Regions from separate parts of the Sus scrofa genome. Here region 2 is linked to region 1. The links are chromatin contacts, called in public HiChIP or PLAC-seq maps. All regions are on one chromosome and are shown on one strand. The core of a region is the stretch at or near the end of the contact, and the rest is flanking DNA. Distances in the headings are between cores, read along the strand shown.

Evidence for each region. HiChIP or PLAC-seq counts read pairs in DNA pulled down with a chosen protein or histone mark.
Region 2: an H3K27ac HiChIP or PLAC-seq map of alveolar macrophages shows a contact between it and region 1. The contact joins the promoter of ASRGL1 here to the promoter of AHNAK in region 1. A contact is called at or near these places in 1 of 5 promoter capture datasets (fetal liver) and 1 of 2 datasets of contacts at active chromatin or transcription factors (alveolar macrophages).

What each region holds. Positions count from the first base shown.
Region 1 is chr2:9,184,706-9,188,602 of Sscrofa11.1, forward strand. It overlaps AHNAK (neuroblast differentiation-associated protein AHNAK), which reads left to right and starts at 2,279. Exons shown (of 10, transcript XM_013994215.2): 1 at 2,279-2,407.
Region 2 is chr2:9,350,597-9,354,722 of Sscrofa11.1, forward strand. ASRGL1 (isoaspartyl peptidase/L-asparaginase) reads right to left here and starts at 2,788. Exons shown (of 7, transcript XM_005660800.3): 1 at 2,607-2,788; 2 at 1,824-2,027. The coding sequence starts at 2,016.

The sequences.
Region 1 (3,897 bases), core at 1,029-3,528:
TCTTCCGCAGGGGCGGCGGAGCCTGGAAGTTTGCTGCGCGCCCCGCAGCGGGACGGGTGGGAGTGGGGGTGGGGGACATAATTAGGGAGATTCCTGCACTGGGGTGGGCGTGGAGGGGGGGGGTTGTGCTGCGGCCCAGCCCTCGGGACCGCCCCTTCCCCTTTAGAGGCGGTGCTCTCTCCCCACTCCACTCCCAAACCCGTCCTGGCGGGATGGCCCCCGCCCCAGCGCCTGGCTTGGCGCCAGCAGCCTGAGGAATGTGGTGGTTGGAGCCGGTGACTAATTCAAACCAGAACTCGGGGAGGAGTGGTGAGGGGCAAAGGCGAGGGGGGTGGAAGGGGCTTGTGTGGGAGGGCGGGGGCAGGATCGCGGCTGGCGTAGGAGGAGAGCTCGGCTGCCTGCTCTGGAGCCCTTCACTCCAGAGGCGCGCTCCTGGAGAGCCGGCTGGGGGGCGAGGTCGTGCGGTGGAGGGGGAAAGGCCCTGGGCTTAGGGTGTGTTCAGAGAGCTGTGTTATGTAAGGCTCTCCCATGCAGGGAGAGGGTGCGCGATGTGCGAGGGCTGGCCCTCGGCTGGCTGGGCTCGGGCCCCCCTGCAGTGCCAGGGCGCCGGGATGCGGGGGCGCAGCCCCTCGCTGGCCACGAGGGACACGTGGGATCTAAGCAGGGCCGGCTGTGCCCCTTGCGTGGGAGGAGCGCGGAGTGGGCATCTCAGGGCACTCGCTGGGCTCCAGGCACCACGTGGGGACGGCTTCGGCGCCTCTGCGCATTACGGTCACCGAGAATTGTGTGCCTTGTGCGTGCTCGCGCCTTTCGCAGGGCGTGGCTGCCGGGGTGGAGGTGGCGAGGTCCCTCCAGGGAGCCTGCTGCTGAGTGCCCTGCTCCGTAGAGTGGGTTTGTGGAAAGGCAGGGTGGGATCCTCCCATGGCAATGTGCTCCTTCGAGAATGACTTGGACTTTCCAGAGAAAAAGGGATCCAGCTAGTTACCTCTGCGTCCCCAGCATAGCGCTGGGCTCCCAATAATCCACCCCCCACCCCACCCCAGCAATAACTGGTTTTGAAAGTTTTCTCTACTAGACTCCAGCCCCTGACTGTAGGATCCCGTGCTCTTCTGGGTGCAGCCTAACAAGTGATAGGAACTGGGTTGATTTTTGTGGGACACAGTGATGCCTGGGGTGCAGGGGCTGGGGGGTGGTGGCCTGTGGCTACAGGTGAAGTCAAGGGAGTGGGGAGGAGGGAAGGAGGGAGGCTGAAGATGCCTTGGAAGGCCTTTTAGGGCCTCCTTGCCTGTGCTGGGTCTAAATTAGGGGAGTAGCTTCTTTTTTGTTGGCTGTCCCTGCGGCATGGGCATGCGGAAGGTCCTGGGCCAGGGATCGAACCCAGGTCGCTGCAGTGACAAGGCCAGATCCTTAACCTGCTGCACTACAAGGGAACTCCTGGGGAGTCAATTCTGCTTTCATTCTCCTGCCCCCCATAAGGGTGATCCCAGGGGCAGGGTGTGGCACTCACTTCCTTTTCGAAGCTGAATGGGGAAGCTTCCTAGTCCCTGGCCCCCAGGGATGCTGGGCTGGGCCAGAACTTGGCTTGCGTGTGGAGTGGGAAGTAGAAGGGAGTCCCAGCCTTAGGGGTACTGCCTTGTTCCTAGCTGTGCGATGAGGGGGACTGGGGAGAGGACCTGGGACCGTGAGAGCTGGACTAGCAGAGGACGAGGGTTCTGGAATATCGCTAGCGAGGACTGGAGGGTGTCTGAGCCCCTCCCCAAAGCCCTGTCCTTAAAGGTTATCTGCTGGGACATTGTTCAGAGAACCGGGACACACGGGGAGCCACCAAAGTCCCGTGGGGCTTAGTGCTACTCTGGGGTCCTGGCCCGGGTTACCTTTTGAAGAGCTAACCCCGCAGAGCCGAGGGTTTGCTTCAGGAGGGCGAGGCTCCAGGTCCAGGGATCTAAGTGGGACACAAGAGAGCGATCTGTGGGAGACCTGTGGAGGGAGAAGGCCAGCATCGGTCAAAGGCAGGGAATAGGCTGGGGGTCCCTGGGGTCACCTTAGTCCCAGGGGGCCGTGGGTGGAGGTGCCCGGGCACTGCCGGGCTGGATTCCTTAGCTCATTTGCAATTGGCTGGCTGGCCCTGGCAGAGCACGCCACTCAGAGCCTGAGGAGCTGGTTTGAGGGGTTGGGGCAAAGCTGTGGGGGTGGTGGGGGTGGGTGGGGCTCTGGGGTGTGGTCACCACCTTCCTGGGAACTTGGGAACCGCCTGGGGACAGGCAGACAGACTGGGAGAGCTAGTCGGACTCCTGCCCTGCTGGGAACTCTCCCCTGCTGGCTCTGTGTCCCCCACCCCCCACTCCCAGAAGCCCCCAGCTTCTCTCCCTGGAGCAAGGCTGACCGTTTGCGCATGCCCTGGAGAGAGGTTAGAATGGGACCTTTTGGTGGGTGGGTATGTAGGGCCTTCTGCTCTTCCTTTGGTCCCCCATGGGCTTCATCCAGACGCCCAGGGAGGGCAGCTGGCATTTCCCTGAGCTGCAACCATCCCACTGGGTTCCCAGGCCTTCCTGAGCATGCGCAGTTTCCTCCAGCCCTGGGCAAGCCTGCGGAGGTGTGGGGGCCCCGTGGGTGGGCCACAGCGGGCTCAGCAGGAGTGTGTGTTTTGATGGAGCCCCTCTTCTTCATCAGGGGGACAGCTGGGCTGGGCTTGGGTCTGGGGTTGCTCTTTCACCGTGGTGTCAAGTCCCTGTAACCACTTGTGTCATAGCAGCGAGATACGTGTTATTACCTATGAGGGGGGTGTCTCCGGCTGTGCGTGGTGGTCCTGGATGTGTCACCTCTGCTTGCCTCTGGGGCTCACGGGGCAGAGGACAGCAATGGCACTCCGCCCTGGTGGTGGAGGTTTCTTGGGGCTGCAGGGGTTGTAGGTAAGGACTAAAGTAAGTTTCTCCGGCCCAGAGGGGTTCGGGGGTCCCGGGGTTTGTGTCCGGAAGCCCCAGAGAGAGGGTGAGCACAGCCCTGGGATGAGGCCCTGGCCGATGGAGTCCGAGCGAGGCGCTGCACACGGCCGGTCAGGGAGGGGCATCCTGCTCGGTCCCCGGGGGCCGGAGCGGAGGTTCTAGGGGAAGGGGAAGCGCCTGGCTTTGCGTCCTGGCCGGGCTGGGGGCGGCTCTTTGGCAGCTGGGCCGAGTGGCCGGGCCCCAGCCCCTGCACTAGCGAAGCCCCGCCACTGGGCGGAGAGCTTGGCCTCCGCCTGGGCGGAGGGCGGCTCCCAAACTGATCCACCCCCCAGGGTGAGACTTCGCCGCTCTCCTCGCCCCGGCTCCTCCCGCCCCCGCAGGAAGACAACCCCCTCCGAGCTGGGGTCTTAATCCCTGGTGTTGTGGGTCAAAGCCCATTCTTTTCTGGCGCGGTGATCAGGCGTGGAGACTTCCTGCTGGGGAATGTAAGCTGTCCCCAGTTCCTGCCACAAAGAGAGGGGAGTCCCTCTTAGGGAACGAAAAAGGGATTTCTCTCCCCGCAGGAAGCATGAACTTGGAGCTCTGGGACTAGGAGTGGGAGGGGCCAGGGGACAGAGGTGGGGACAGGCGGCAGGGCGGAGCCCAGAAATCCGCCGCCGGCTGGGGTGGGGGTAGGGAGCTGCCCTGGAGGTCGAGGTGCCAAAAAGTCCAGCGTGAGGGTGAGGGGCCGCGGGTGGATGAGGCTGGAAAAACTTCCTCCTGGTAGGAGGTGTGGTTTGGAGCAATGTCATTTGCCGAGAGCATGTAGCTGGGAAGTTGTGGAGTAGAACTGGAAGCCCAGTTACTGCGGAACCTGCCGCCCAGAACTGACTGCTGTGTATCCCCAGCAGCCAGGTGCCAGGGAGGAGCTAGGCAGGTGCTCACGGCGGCGGGAGGTGCAGACTCTGGGCGCCAG
Region 2 (4,126 bases), core at 1,538-4,037, 170 kb after region 1:
AAACCAGGTCAAGTTCCTGGGGTTGCCAGCTGCTCTCTCCTCAAGGCCAGGTGGGCATGTTCTGGTTCCCACTGGAATGATCGTTTGGCTGCTGGCTTTGTCCCCTCCACTGGCCTGGAGGACGTGACACCACACACAGAGGTCCCTACTAAAGTCACTCACCGAGCTGTGAAGGATAGCCAACAAGGCCTGTCTTTTTTTTAGGGCCACACTGGCGGCATATGGAAGTTTCCAGGCTAGGGGTTGAATTGGAACGGCAGCTGCCCGCCTACACCACAGTCACAGCCACATGGGTTCTGAGCCGAGACTGTGGCCTACATCACAGCTCAAGGCAACACTGGATCCTTAACCCACTGAGCAGGGCCAGGGATCGAACCTGCATCCTCATAGCTACTAGTTGGGTTCGTAACCAGAGCCATGATGGGAATTCTAACAAGGCCTGTCTCTACTGCACGCAGAAATGTCTCTCATAAGAACCCTCCTCCAAAATAGGATGGCCTTGGATGGCATTACTGCTTCGCAAGGAGGCACCTGTAACACCATCCAGACAGAATGCTGTGTGCGCACAGCCGAGGAGTCTGTTAAGGTGCTGTCTTCGTTAAATCACAGGAGAGCACAAGTGAACGCCCTCGGTGACCCGGCCCCTGCCTAGGGGACTTAGTAACAATGGTTTGAACCATGAAGCTCTCGGTGGAAAAAGGTATCACTGATTTGGGGAATTATTGCCTTAACTCGTATCTTTTTTGCATGTGCCTGTATCACTGCTGTGGCATCAGCTCCAACGAAGCCAGAGACCTGCCAACTGAGCCCCCAACAAGGGGTCAACTTTGTTGACCACTCAGGGCACAATGCGGAAGAGGGGGTGTGTGCGATGGCAAAGGCCGGTGATGAGGGATGGAGTGTTGGGAGGAATCACTGAGGACGACTGCCAGTCACCTGCAAGCGGGCCCCAAGGCGGTCAGTGGCCCTTCTGCCCCTCCCCTGTCCTTAGAATGTGCCCTCCACTTGCTAGTCCTGAGCTAGAAGCTGCCCAAGGACGCAGCTGTAAGAGAAAAATGTGTTGAGATCATCGGGGTGGTTTATGTGACTGGACCCAGATAAGAGCTCCATGCGGCTTAAAAAAATAAATAAATAAAATAAGGAGTTCCCATCGTGGCTCAGCAGTTAACAAATCTGACTAGCATCCATGAGGACGCATGTTTGATCCCTGGCCCTGCTCAGTGGGTTAAGGATTCCGCGTTGCTGTGAGCTGTGGTGTAGGCCGGCAGCTCCAATTTGACCCCTAGCCTGGGAATCTCCATATGCCATGGGTGCAGCCCTAAAAAGAAAAAAAAAAGGAAAAAAAAAAAAAAAAAAAGACCACATGGCTTTTAAGATTCTGGCTGGTTCAGAAAGAGGTCTATTTATCTTGCAAGACAAGCCTCTTCTGTATGTTCCATGCTTATTAAACCTGCCACCTACCAACCTGGAGTGGTCTGCCTTTTTCTTCAGTTCCTCCCTGTTAGATTACACCTGGCAGCTTCTGAGATTACCACCCAACAGGAGCCAACCCCTGCCCCCTAAAAAGATGGAATAAAAAAGGCCCTTGGTATGTGAATTCTAAGAAGCCGGGTAAAGAAAATGGGGTGCAGAACGAATTTTACGGTTCTTTAAAGCAACTTGGTCAACAGGTAAGGAGAGAAAAATGGAATCTCTTCAGCATATTAGATTTTTACCATAAAGCAGAAGAGCTCCACTGAGAAAGGTCCTATTTATTTGGGGGTGGGGGTGGGGACAAGCTTACTCCGGTCTGGCAGCAGTTGCTGGCTGCAGGGCAAACCTACCTGCGTTGAACTCGGCATCGTCTTCCAGGACAACGACGGCTCCTTCCACAGCGTCAACGGCGCTCCCTCCTTCTTTGAGGATGTTGTAACCCACGGTGGCGGCTTTGACGATGCCCTGGCGGACCCGCTCTTTCCGGTCCTTGGAGATGCAGCTGGCTCCGCCGCCGTGGACCACGATGACGGCGGAATTCATGGCGACGGATCCTAGGGGTCAGGAAGATGAAAGTCGTTTCAAGCGGGCCCCAAACCGCACGGAGCTAACGTCTCCTGCTGGGGACAAGGTTCGGTTTCTACTGGGCAGGGGTGGGGTGGGATGCAAGGTTTACAGCCGCAGGCAAATTCCTGAGATCCAGGGAGTACGAAGGGCAGAGGCAGCGAGGCCTGAACTTTGCACGAAAAGCGCAGATCGCCCGGCCCCGGCCGGAGGCACCTGCCGGACTCGCGGTGGTGGGGCGATGCTCCCCTCCCCGGAGCCCGCACCCCCTCCTCGCCGCCTCCTCCGGGCTCAGAGTCCCCGGGAAACCCCGGCTCCCGTCCCAGGCTGGGTCCTCGGCCCGGGAGGGGCGGGGAAGGCGCCCGGAACCTCCGCTCCAGGCTTCCTCCCGGGTCCCACATCGGGCCTCGGTTTCCTGGGGAGACCCGTTCCCCGCTCCCACCCCCGCCGCGGAGTCAGGGGCGCCTGAGGTCGCGATCTCGCCGGCGCCCTCCCGCCTCCAGCGCCCGGCACCGCGACGGGTGCTTCCCCGGGTCTCTGGCGAGGCTCCCGCAGGGCCGTCCACCTACCAAGGACGGTGAAGGAGGCGGACGCCGGGGCTTCAGGCCGGGCGGAGTTGCCCGCCGGCCTCGGAACCTGCACAGCCCAGTCCCTCCCAGCGGAGCCACTCGGGAAACCGCTCTGCTCGCAACCACTGGACCCGCAACGGCTGCGCGCCTGCGCGCGAAGGCCGGGCCCCGCCCCGCGAATTACCGTAAAGCCTCTACTGGCGGCCGCAGCACAAGCTCTTCTGTCCGCGTCGCCACTGAGGGCTGGACTCCGGCTGTCCGGCTCCTAGGACAGGGGTTATGCTGGCTCTTCACGTATGCGAGCTACCCAGTGGGATGCAGGGCACTCCTCCTGCTTATGAAACTGGGATGGTGTGGTGGCGTTGGCGAGATGGGTGAAGTGATGCCTCGCTGCACACACTAAAATCCTTCTTCGGCCAGAAGTGTTTCCTAGCCTTGCTAGTTATTCTTTTAAACGCAATCTCTTCCTTTCAATGTTCTCTCCGCTTAACATTTGATAAAGAACAGAAAGATAAACTCTGTAATTGTTCTGGATCTGTGCCTGGGGTGCACTGAAGGGTCTGAAACCCCTCCTCTGAACCTCAGGATCCCAGCTGTAAATTCCTTCAACTACAAGTGCCCTGATTTTTTGTGGACACTTTTCCTCCTCCTTGTCCCAGAGCGTTCCTTTAAGGCTCTGACCCCCTAGATGATTGAACCAATCACCCGTATTCACCCCCCCCCCACCAAATTGCCCTAGATTACTGTTACCATGGCGACCTAAAAATAGAAGTTTACTTTTCTATCCCCTAAGGCAACTGTGAGATGCTAGATTAACGGCATGAACTTATGGATACATTATTCTATTATGTAAAATAGCCCACAAAAGCTCACGGGGCCTGAAGCTTTGACCTGGGAGACATAAGCAGCAGACACTACATGCAGAGAGCACAAAGTCCTTTTCTAAGTCCTTTTGTCAGAGTCCACAGCGATCTGGATGAGAAGCCATAAGCAACCCAAAGTATCTCATTGACTTTCTGACTGCTCTGGCTAACACAGCTCTGCATTTGGCAATTGTTGCTTATGAAATTTCCCCTAGACAGCCAGGAAGCTATGAAAGTGCTCTCAACACTGGACTGTTTCTCGCAAAAGGCACTCTAGAAACTTCTTTTTTTAAATTTTTTTTATTTTTTATTTTCCCACTGTATAGCAAGGGGGTCAGGTTATCCTTACATGTATACATTACAATTACATTTTTTCCCCCACCCTTTGTTCTGTTGCAACATGAGTATCTAGACAAAGTTCTCAATGCTATTCAGCAGGATCTCCTTGTAAATCTATTCTAAGTTGTGTCTGATAAGCCCAAGCTCCTGATCCCTCCCACTCCCTCCCCCTCCCATCAGGCAGCCACAAGTCTCTTCTCCAAGTCCATGATTTTCTTTTCTGAGGAGATGTTCATTTGTGCTGGATATTAGATTCCAGTTATAAGTGATATCATATGGTATTCGTCTTTGTCTTTCTGGTTCATTTCACTCAGGATG